Regions from separate parts of the Gossypium hirsutum genome. Here region 1 is linked to region 2. Evidence: chromatin contacts called from public Hi-C data. All regions are on one chromosome and are shown on one strand. The core of a region is the stretch at or near the end of the contact, and the rest is flanking DNA. Distances in the headings are between cores, read along the strand shown. Region 1 holds the start of LOC107951184 (plant UBX domain-containing protein 10). Region 2 holds the start of LOC107951317.

Region 1 (5,960 bases), core at 163-2,662, 160 kb before region 2:
AATTAATCATTAAAAGAAAATTCATTCTACATTTATTTGTACTTTAACAACTATTTGACTTACCTCGTTATTGGCTTGTAAACTCTAGTTACTATATAGTAAATCCGTTGTCAACATTATGTATTATGCATAAAACAAAAGTAAGAAGAAATTCAACTAAGCTCTGTACTCATCAGAAACAAAAGGACAAAATAACAATTAGAATGAAATCCCTGATTTTTTTACCTACTTATCCGGTATCATGTGATTAATTGAAGTCATAAATGAACTTAAACTTATCTGAGAGTATGAACAATGGGTCAATTTCAGTTTCTGAAATTTCCAAAATGAAAGCTAATCACTATGATTCTTTTGCCCTTGAAAACAGTATTAAATTACATTATCAATAATTTCATCCAAAGTGAGAATCACAATGGTACGCACCTGTTGAAGAAGCGCGATCCTCTGATTGGTAGCAGGCATAACGACTGCACAAAACGGGAACCTGGAGGCTTTCAAGCTATTACTCATCTTAAAACCTTCACTAGCCCTAATGCTTCCGCCCCACGCTACGAAATTCTCATTCACAAAGGGCGCCAGAGCCTCGGAACACAACGTCCTTTCGCAGAACACGGGCGAATCCGGGTGGTCCGGCGAGTGCAAGTACACAAATAACAGCTTGAAGGCGTTCCTCGACCTCTGCAACGCGTCCATAAAACCCTCGCCGACAAAATTCGGCCCCCTCGTTCCGTACTCCCTCTCAAACGCCGCCACGAAATCCATCGCTTCAGAAGCCGCAGCTGTGACCGATACCAACCCGGCCGATGATTCCCCGCCCTGCCCAGAGCCTAGCCCGATCATCCCAAGGGAATACGAAAGAACTCCACCCGCGGCCCATAGACCCAGCCCAACAGCGCCAGAGATCAACCCTAAACTTCCGGATATCACGGAAATCGGTAATGTAACGAGTCTCCAGGCTAAGCCCGGTGCGGGAGCGGTAATAGGACCGGAGGCGGAGGCGGAATCAGTCCGGGCCCGTGAATCGGGAGGGTCGGAATCAGAGACAGTGGAAGAAGCGGAGGGTTGAGTGGAAGAGGTGAAGGAAGAGATGGCGAGTTCAAGGTCCCAACCATGGGCCTGAAGGATTTCCGTACACAAATCGGGATCTTCGAGTCCCGTGATGGCTTGAAAATATGCCAATTTATCGGCTACATCAACCATTTCTCAAGAATTCACAAAACAAAAAAAGAGGAAAATTCTATTTCCTTCGTTCTTGCAGATAAATGAAATGAAATGAATTGAAGTCCGACACCGAGAAGAAGACAAGGGAACTTCCTACCTTAATTTTTTTTTTCCTTTTTAATTTTCTGTTTTACGTGAGAAACGCACTGGAATGTTCTAAAACAAAAGTCGCGGTTGGGATCGCGTTTTGCCTACCAGAATTGGGCGCCACGGTGTGTTGTTAATTTACAAAACTACCACTGTCTGCAACATTTTTTTAGGGTAAATTACACTTATGGTCACTTTTATTTATCTCAAGTTATATTTTAGTTACTTATGTTTGAAATGTTAAGTTTTAATTACTTACATTAATGTGTTGTAACATTTTAATCACCGAGCCATTAATTTTCGTTAAAAATATAACGGTAAACTAACATGACACATTAAATCATCATTTCAAATAAAAAATTTAGATTAAATTATATAATTGGTTCCTATATTTTTTTCGTTTTAAGTAATTTTATTTTTTTCTTTTATGTTCTTTAAATTTTTATTCTTTTATTCTTTATTTTTTATTCTCTTTTGCTTCTCTCTCTATTTTTCTATTTCTCTATTTCTTTTAACATATCAAAAAGTTTGGTAGTGAAGAAAGAAGGCAGAAGTTAAAAGTCATCATTGGCTATAACCAAAAGTTATAAACTCATACTATCTGCTAACCATCAAAACCCTCCACCACCACCCATCATCTTCATTTCATCTATTAATACTTTCACCACTACCATGACATCCTTTCAAAAACATCTCAAAAAATCCCCAACATTTAGACTACCCAAGATCGAATCTCCATCATCAACCATTAGATCGGCTCGATTTTCTTATATGTGCTCCTCCATCACCAGTCATTGTCTAATCTTTGACTCTCTGTGATTTTTCAGGGCTTATTAATTGTTGTTTACTTGGATTCTTGATTGATTTGAACGTGGGTTTATTTAGTGAGGAGGATAATATTGTTGGGTTTGTCATGAATGAGGTCATGGTATTGTTGAATGTGTTAATGAATGAAATGAAGATGATGGGTGATGGTGAAGGGTTTTGATAGTTAATAGATGGTATAGGTTTATGGGTTTTGATAGCTTTCGGCTTCCTGCTTTTTTCTTCATTGCCAAATTGACTTCTTGATATGTTAAAAGAAATGGAGAATTAGAAAAACATGAGAAGAAGCAAAAGAGAATGGAAAATAAAGAAAAAAGGAAAATTTAAAGAACATAAAAAATTAAATTAAATTGCTCAAAATGAAAAGAAATATAGAGACCAATTGTATAATTTAATTTAAAATTTTTGTTTGAAATGATGATTTAACATGGCATGGCAGCTTACCGTTACACCGTTAACTGCAATTAACGACTTAGTGACTAAAATGTTATAACATGATAATGAAAGTGACTAAAATGTAACATTTCAAATATAAATGACTAAAATGTAACTTAATATAAACAAAAGTGACTATAGGTGTAGTTTACCCTTTTCTTAACTCGAAATAAATAAATAATTTGATTATATTTATTCAAAAATAAAAACAAATAAATATTTTATTTTTCTAAATGATGTGCATAATTAAACCGAAATTAAGATTTTATATGTATAATTTTATCAAATTAAAAGTTTGCTAAATTATATCAAACCCACAAGGAGTTGATTGTATTTTGCTCTCTTTATTTAAAAAATAGGCAAATTAACCTAGGTGCATTAGATCAAAGAGCAAATTGGTTCTTTTTATTAAAATTTTCATTAATTTCTACTATTAAGAAAATAATGTGAAAGGCAGAATAATCAAACAATTACACATGGAGTGCCACATGTGCCTCATTTTAACGTCCAACGACTGATTTTTAATAGTAGAAATGAATGAAAATTTTAACATAAATACTAACTTGACTTTGATTCAATGTACAATGACTAATTTATTTATTTATTTAGTAAAAATAGTAAAATACAATCCAATTTTTATTACAAATGTCTTTCATATTACTTTTACTCGCTTACAATATAGATGAAAGAAAATACATATTTATTAAAATTTTATTAGCTATAAGTGAGAGAAAAAAAACTTCCATACAAATCTTCATCCATGTTCAGATTACCTTTTTTTTTATTTTTTGTAAAAATATCATTATAATAATATTTAGTATCATTTAAAAAAGAAATCAAATAATTTCTTTAATTAAACTAGTATCGAATAGATTCATTTTACTAAACTCAGGGAAAAAAAAAGTTACCATAGTAAATATATATTACATGAAGGTTCATTATTTTTATTTTTTAAACCATTTCTTTCACACCATGTTTGGTTCAATTTAATGGCTATGCCATTACAATCCTATTCTGTGAGCCCACCCTAAACACCTGTTTGGTTCAATGGAATAAGCCCGTAATTGGAATGTCCTATTACGTACTTATTCCATTACGGGCCTATGCAGTAAAATTACCTGATTTCTATTTTGTATCCTCACCACCGATTACTAATTCGGTTTTAAGGGGACCATCACCACAAAAACTCTCCCCACTTTGCCCTCTTCCATTTTCTCACCTGAAAGGCTCCCCACTTTCTCCCTCCGTTCATTCCATCTTCCTCTCTTCTAATTTTTCTGCCCTCTTTTTTCTGCTTTCTTTTTCTATCTCTCAATAGATTTTTTCTTTTCCTCTCTTCCATTTTTTTTCTTGATCTGTAAAATTCCATCAATTGTTGGACAGAGCAAGAGGGTTCTTAGAAGGGGAATTGAAATCTAAATCGAAAACTGAAAATGTTGAGGGTAAACCGAGTGATAAACCAGGCATGAGCTTCGATTTCAAATTGTCGATACCTCCTAAGTCATGACCCAAAGATTTCCCCTTCACCTCTTCAACATTTCGCTTCAAAATCATCTATTCGCTTCTTCGATATTTACAAGGCAATTCCTCCATCTCCCCCTTTTTAACTCTAAAATATTTGATTTTTTAAGCTATAGTTCTTTTTAACTTTTTGTCTTGTGTGTGCAGCTTGCAAGCAAGGAAAAAATCGAGAAAGAATGAGCAAGACTGTAAGTTTAAGCTTTGTTTGTTTATTGAAATTTTGTTACGTGCTCTTTTTTCCATGAGATTTAATATAAATAATTGTTTTAATTTGATTTAGGGCAATGCTGATGAATTGAATAGAGGATATTTTGATGATATTTCTGAGCTAAAACAACATGGTGGTAAGGTATTAACTGATTTGTTCTTTTTATATACATATAGGCTATATCATTTGCAAATCTGTTCAAATTAGTTGAATTGCAACTGATTTCTGAGTAAAATTAATGTTACTTTCTGTAAACATTTTAATTGTTAGTTTTTCTTTTCTTTTCTTGTAGATTGCACTGGCAAATAAGATTCTAATTCTTGGAATTGCAGCAAGGAAGTTTCCTGCCATGGATGTTATATATTCTGATGGTAGAAAATCAAAGCTGCCGATTGTTTTTTATGCAAGTGGCGTTGATGCTAGCAAGTTGGCTGTCCCTGAAGCATCTTTAGTCTGTCTATCATTGAGAGCAAACTCTCAGGTATGGTTTCTTTTTTCTATGTTTGTTTTGGATTAAATTTATGTATTTCTTAATGATGTTATAAATCTTCCATTTTTATCATGATAAGAGAACGTTGAATAGATAGTGCATTGCTTTAAAATTGTGATAAAGAGGCATATCAGTGACTCCATGGCAATGGAGGGGTTAGCACTAAATTGCAATCATGAAAAACAAAAGATGTTGTTGGTTGCTAACTTTTCTTTTCTCTTGTTTCTGGTTATTGTTATTGATGATGCATTTTAACTCATTTTCCTTGTCAGGCTATGGTCGATTCTTGAAGCAAGCCTTTTTATGACGCCCTTTAGTGAGTCCAAGAGCGTGCAGCTATATGAGGTTCTATATTTTTCCTATTTAACTTTTCATTCCTTTTTGACATGTGTGGTGAATCAATGATTCTCAATTTTCTGTTGCTAGAAAGAACTTATAGTTACATGCATCTGTAGTCAATGATATAACAAACAAATAAAACAGCGAACAAGAATAGAAGATAACTATGCTAGTATGACTTGTGAGTTATGACTGTCCTAGTTGAGCTTGTAGCTCATCAGATCAGCCTATAATTAATATTGCAGTTGTCCTTTTATTTACTGTATTTGAATGGAAATTCTTGGCAGCTGATTTTATGTTTTATATAAGTTATTTGTTAAAATAATCATGTTTGGAAATTATTATGTGTTGCTAAATGATAATATATTTGCTGTTATCAGTATCTTTTATAGACTCTTGGTTCTTATGCTTGAATCCCATTAAACGACTGCTTCTTCGATTTATGAGGAAATCTAGTTATGGAGCGAAGGATGCTCTTCAGAGGCATATTGTTTATTCATTTGGTGATCATTATTACTTCAGAAAGGAACTTAAGATTCTGAACCTTCTAACTGGGTAATCAAAAGTTTCTTATATCCTAATCAATAACATAACTAATATTCATACAGTTCTGTTTTGTTAGTCTGAGAAGATGCCTTTTCGCTTGTTTGAAGGTAAATTTTCCAGCTTGACAAATTTGGTAGAATAAGATGGCAGGGCTTTGGTTTGGCAAAGCAAGGTGAGTTGTCATCTCTTTTTTATTGCACGAAAGTTATTCTGGAGGAAAAATAGGTAGCCTGGCATTTTTTAGGTACCGTATTATCTTAATGGGTTAATCTCTATTTTTGCATTCAA
Region 2 (6,023 bases), core at 505-3,004:
TTCTTAAATTAAAAAACTTCTTTTAATTTAAGTGCTTAAAATAAAAAAAATTATAATTGAATGATTATTTATATAGTTTATCCTTAAAAAAATAATCAATAACTATCAATAATATTGTTTTTCTCAGTCCCTGTATTTTCCTCTCACATTTTGTAATCCCTAAGAATCAGTTTTTCCGCCCTTTAGCCACTGAAGGCAGTCTTATGGCCGATCGCCGGCCCTCTCCTCCCTTCCTCTTTCCCCTTACTCTCTCCTTCCCCATCTTCACTCCCATCCTCTTTTTTTCCTTTTCCTTATTTTCAGCAGAATAATCAGGTCCCCTACTTCCACTCGGCTTTCAGCCATTGGAGAGATGGAAGAGAGACCCTTGGCTTTTTCGTGGTCTTTTCACGATTTTTGTCTAAGAGTTTGTCTCCTTTTGTCTGGTCGGAAGCTTTTTGAGCCTCATTTTTGTTCGTTTTGGTAAGGATGTTGTGCGGGGTGGAGCACCATTGACATTGGTCTCGAACGCTCGAGCATGGTGATGTCGATCTGGGTCCTCTGGATCTTTGTGATTTGGATGCTGATGCCCTCTTGAAGGCTCAGGATTTACAACAATCGATTACGTGCTCTATGGTGTCAACCGCGATCCTCTTGGACCTCTTCGGTAGTAGACTTGTAGGTTGGGAGTAGGACTGCTTCATTCCAGTTTCCTCTATTCATCCCTTTGGATTGGAAAAGGTGGGACTAAGGTTTGTCTCCTTCCGGGATGGGCTGGACCATTTCAACCCTTATACTTCATCTTTCGTTATCTAGACTTTTTGAACCCATGTACATTTGGAGGCCTTTTAATGAAATTGTCGTACTTTCAAAAAACAAAAAACATCATGTAGATCGGAGAAGCAGCAAACAAGAGTTTTCTTTAGCCAACTAGTCCAATATTAAGAACTCTACATTGAACTTTGACTCCATTTTTTCAGCCAAATAAATTTATTTCATAAAAAACTTCTAAAGAGTTACACAAAAAGACACTCAATAGACACTATAACTCGTTACAAACACCACACAAACAGTTGACCATGTTAACTCGTCCAAGTTGTTAACACTGCAAGGGTTTGCATTTGGGTACGTAAAGTAAATTTCATTACGGTTTCATACAGTCTTTCAAATGTCGAGACAACAGCAGCGGTTTTCACCGGTGGAAGTAACACACTCGACGGCATCAGGGTTGCGGCCCAAGGCTGCGCATGCCTGCCTACAATCTCCTCCGCTGCTGCATGTTCCAGCAAAATGACAACCTTTACCGTTCCCTTTTTTTGCATGCGCTGAACACTCCCCATTGGAATGAGACTTGCATGGACCCTTTTCTGCACCTTCAGCAAACACATAAATTTAATTAATTAGTTTACTTGCAAAAAGAAGAAGTAATTTTGCTACATGATCAATTAAAGTACCATGAAGCTTTGCAAATGAATAGGAAAAGAGCAGGAAAACAGCAACCACAAGAAGCTTTGATGATACCATGGTTTTGTTTGTGTTGATTGTGCAATGGGGTTTTGTTTTTATATATAAGAGACCAGTTGGAGCCATAACTTTTTCATTAAATTCGGTAAGAAATGTCACAAAATCCACCTCTTGCAATGTGACTGAATCTCATAACTGTTGTGTTTGTTTGCTCATGTAAGATGGGGGCGGCTTCTCACATTTCTAACAAGGCTATTTTTATTGCAGTGCTTGCTTTTTTAGGTGGGAAAAAAATACTAAGCTTTCCACCCTGTACTCTCACATGAGAAGGGTGGATATGCAAAAAAGTCTGAAGTAGGATGCCTCTGATTGATTTCCCAATCTACATTTTACATTATCAGTCCTTCCACAATTTCAAAATCTCTTTCATGCTAAAAATTTGAACTGTTTTTTATGAATAAAATTGTAAAAATTCGAATCAAATTGGATAATATCTAAAATTTTCTTCGACTCAATGTTGTTATGGTTACGGCCTTGTAAACATATATAATTTATTTACAAATGTTCAAAGGAGTACTTGACAAAAGCTTGCATATGTGACATGCAGTGGATTCAAATCTCTCTACCCATCTATTATAATTTGATTGTTAATGCACATACTAATAGAAATGATTTCCTGTAGGGAAGATGAATCACCATGCCTATGAAATTTCTACTAGGTGGCATTTCTTGGGGTTTAAAAAAAACCACATTTTAGCTTTTTTTTTAATTTTTTACTTTTTAAATTTTTTTAATTTAATTTTTTTTTTCAAATCACTCCAAATGAATGGAAAAATTAATATTTAACTTTGTTGAGGTTGGATGGTACGTTTGTATTTAATTAAGTTTTTAAAATTTAAAAATTCAAAAAATAATTAAAACTATTTTTAGAAATTAAAAATCGTTAAAATTATTTTAAAATATAAAAATTATGAAGAAATATTTTTTCAAATTTTAAAAATTAATTAAATATTAATTGTCATTTACATAGCAATCTGATAGCAAGCTAATTTTGTGTGTTTAATGTTCTTATTTGTGGTCAAATTTTGAATAGAATGCTACTAAGATTGTGATTTCTAGTTTTAGTTTTGTCAGGACGCAATTAGATTACCGAAGTTCAAATAAACAAACAAATTTGGCTTAATTGGAATAGAAAACAATAAAAGGGGACAAATTGAAAAGTTGCAGAATTAGTGGCTGATTAAAAATCAAATTGTGAATTTGTCAAACTCTATAAATAGAAAAAAAATATGATTTTAGTTTGTTGTTAGGCATAATGTTAGGAGGAATCATGCTAAATTTGACATATGAAAATTATATAAATACCTTGTAATGATGGCTTGGAAAGGACACATTGGAATAGAATTAAAACAATTCTTATTTTTTCTCTTTAACGCATAAGTAGCTATTCAAGTTTACTAACAATTTTTTTCCATTTTCTTATTTTTAGTTCAATTACTTTTTAAGTCCTTTCTCCTTTTCACTTATTATCATTACGTTTAAATTCACTTTTAAACCCTAATCAAGTATGATTAATTTCATGCTTAACAAAACCCCATTTAGCCTTAGGTCTGTTATCATTCCTATTGAAAATCGTGAGATATGAACTCATGCTAAAACCTTTCAAAACGGTATTCATTATCTCTCCAGTATATGGGATAATCACATTTGTCCTTTAAAGTTGATCCAATTTTAGCTCAAAGTGCGCATTGGGAGGGAGTTGTTTTGGCGTACAGTTGGGAAAATGAGTCGGTTGTTTGCCATATTCGAGTTCTTATGAACAAATTGGCATATCCAATTAGAAAAAGCTAGTTGAGTTTTGTCAAGAGAGATAGTGATAAGATTTTAACGACCTACACAATTGCGGTCGTTAATTCGAGTTAGGCTTTTCTAGATCGCAAGGCTACTGAGATCTTAAATCGCGAATGCGTGTTATGTGGTTAGATAATCGGTAAAGGTTGGTTTATATGTCGTACCAGAACCAACTACACAAGAAAGAGTTGGTGGTTGGGGCATCCTTGGTCGCTATATCTAAATTATTGTTAAGAAGAAGGAAATCAATTTTCAAGTATCAATTCAAGTTCGAACTGTAGCGAGACTAAAGCTAAGCATTCACAAATTGATTTACCAATTTAATTTAAATTACTTAACTTTATTTTGCAACCTTCATTCTGTTAATTTCATTTTATACTTGTTTTTTTTTTATCAACTAAAATCCCCATTTATTTATTTCAGTTTTGCACATACAAGTCGTGGGCATGACAGCTATCTAGACTCAGGAATTTGGTCACGTAAATAGGAAATTAGGAACCTCAGTCCCTGTGGTATCGACCCTACTACTCTATATTACTCTTTAGTTCAATTAGAGCATAGGAGATTTTATTTGATGGTTTCGACGCCTATCATAATCTATGTGTATGCCAGATCAACAAAGTTAACAAAGTTAACTTTTTCATTCATTTTGAGATGATTTGATAAAAAAATAAAAATTTAAGAGCTAAAAGAAGCAAAAAAATTAAATGGAAGGTTAATTTTTTTTATAAAAATAGAGGGCAAGAAAAAACATTATACCTTATTTTTTTTAAAACTAATTTTTTTGGCTTTTTGAAAATTTAGATTTGATTTGCTTAATCGTATACTACGAGATATTATTTATTACGTCAAATTGTGTTATTAGTATTTGTATTATGAAGGATACAATCTTTGTATTTTAATTTACTTAAATTTAATTTTTATATTTTCTAAATTGGTTAATTTTAATGCTTGGTTAAATTTTTATATTAGTCGTGTAGAATGCTAAAGCTGTATATTTAATATATGTTCTCCAATTTGATTATTCTTAGTCTCTATAGTTTTCGAATTTTGAAATATCGATCTTGGCACAAACAACAACCATTAAATCCATTAACTAACTATTTTGTGAGTATGTACAAATAACAAGTTGACATGATATTACACACTTGATAATATGTTTATCACATAAGATTTTGTAAAAAAAAATAACTTAATAAATTAACAACTTGGTTAAGACTAAAATTCCAAAATTCAAAAACTACACAAGTTAAAAATGACCAAATTAAAGTGCGTAGACTAAATCCACAATTTACGTACAGTATAATGATTAATAACAACACTTAACATATATTAAAGTATATTTAATTATTTTTAGTGATTTTTAAAATTATTGATTAATTTATGGGTTAAATCATTTTTTGGGGCATGAACTTAACAAAATTTCACACATTGGTGCCTCAATTTTTTTTTCTCCAAATTAGGCCATAAACTTGGAAATTGTACCCACATTGGGGCTTGAACTTTTTTTTTGTCTAAGGTAGTCCTTGAAAACCCTAAAGTTCAAGGATAATATGGGAACAATTTCCAAGTTTAAGCTTTAATGTGGGAAAATTTGTTAAATTTAGAGACTAATTTGGTCAAAAAAATTTCAAGCCTCAATGTGGGAACAATTGTCAAGTTTAGGATCTAACTTGGATAAAAAAACAAAGTTCAAGCTTCATGTGGGAAAAATTGCCAAGTTCAAGCTTCAAATAGTGATTTAACCCTTATTTTTTTTAATGATTCCTATTTATTATCTTAACTCAATTTGAATTTTTTATGAATCGATTTCAGTGAAATGAAATTCGAGTCGAATCTATTAGTCAGATAAATTTATTCGAATTAAATTAAAAATATCTAAACAAGTCCAATTAAAACCATGTCAACAATATGATTAAATTCCAAACTAGAGTGTATGAGTTTCAAAATATATATAAATATAAACTTCTTTCAAAGCAAAATAAGAAGAAAAAAAAAGGGCTTGGTACGATAAATTTAATTTTGTAATTTACTTATTTAATGCTTAAATCTATTGAAACTTTAATTAACTCAAGCATTAATGATTATAGGTTAAAAATTTGCTATTAGTCCATATACTTTGTGAAAGTTGTGGATATAGTCATTACATTTTAATTTGATCAATTTTACTACATATGCTTTATGAAATTTGAGTCTTAACTCAAACAGTAGCAGTTAACTCCTTAGATTAAATCCAATTATTAACCTTGAACAATACTTATAGTTATAGATTTAGTCCATATTCTCAAATTGGATCAATCCAAGCCCCTATACTTTTCGAATTTTGAAATTTTTGTATTGACGCAAATGACAGTCATTAATTTATTAAATGAGTTTTTAGTAAATAATATATGGAAATGATAAGTTAAAATGACATTACAAATATGATAATATGTTTGCCGTATCAAATTTTAAAAATAGTAAAACTTAATGAATTTAACAATTATCATTTAAGGAGGATTGGAATTTTAAAATTAAAAAAAAAATATAAAGATTAAAATTGACCAAATTAAAGTATAATGATTAAACATATAACTTGAAGTAAATTAGAGCCACCGATAGCAGAATTTAACCATGATTATATAACTTTTTTATTATTATCTTTGTTAAATGATATCTTTAGAGATATGAAAAAAATGTTGTAATACTGTAATGATACTTCTAAATTCTTAAATAAAATTTATAAATAT

What was found. A called contact is a pair of places that touch in the nucleus more often than the background predicts.
Region 1: a contact with region 2 is called in a Hi-C map of leaf, with 2.7 times the contacts expected there. The contact joins the promoter of LOC107951184 here to the promoter of LOC107951317 in region 2. A contact is called at or near these places in 8 of 34 Hi-C or Micro-C datasets (callus and leaf).

Annotation. Positions count from the first base shown.
Region 1 is chrA02:44,214,443-44,220,402 of Gossypium_hirsutum_v2.1, reverse strand. LOC107951184 (plant UBX domain-containing protein 10) reads right to left here and starts at 1,412. Exons shown (of 4, transcript XM_016886124.2): 1 at 424-1,412. The coding sequence starts at 1,200. It also overlaps the pseudogene LOC121213563.
Region 2 is chrA02:44,055,112-44,061,134 of Gossypium_hirsutum_v2.1, reverse strand. LOC107951317 reads right to left here and starts at 1,754. Exons shown (of 2, transcript XM_016886320.2): 1 at 1,434-1,754; 2 at 872-1,352. The coding sequence starts at 1,569. The coding sequence ends at 1,144.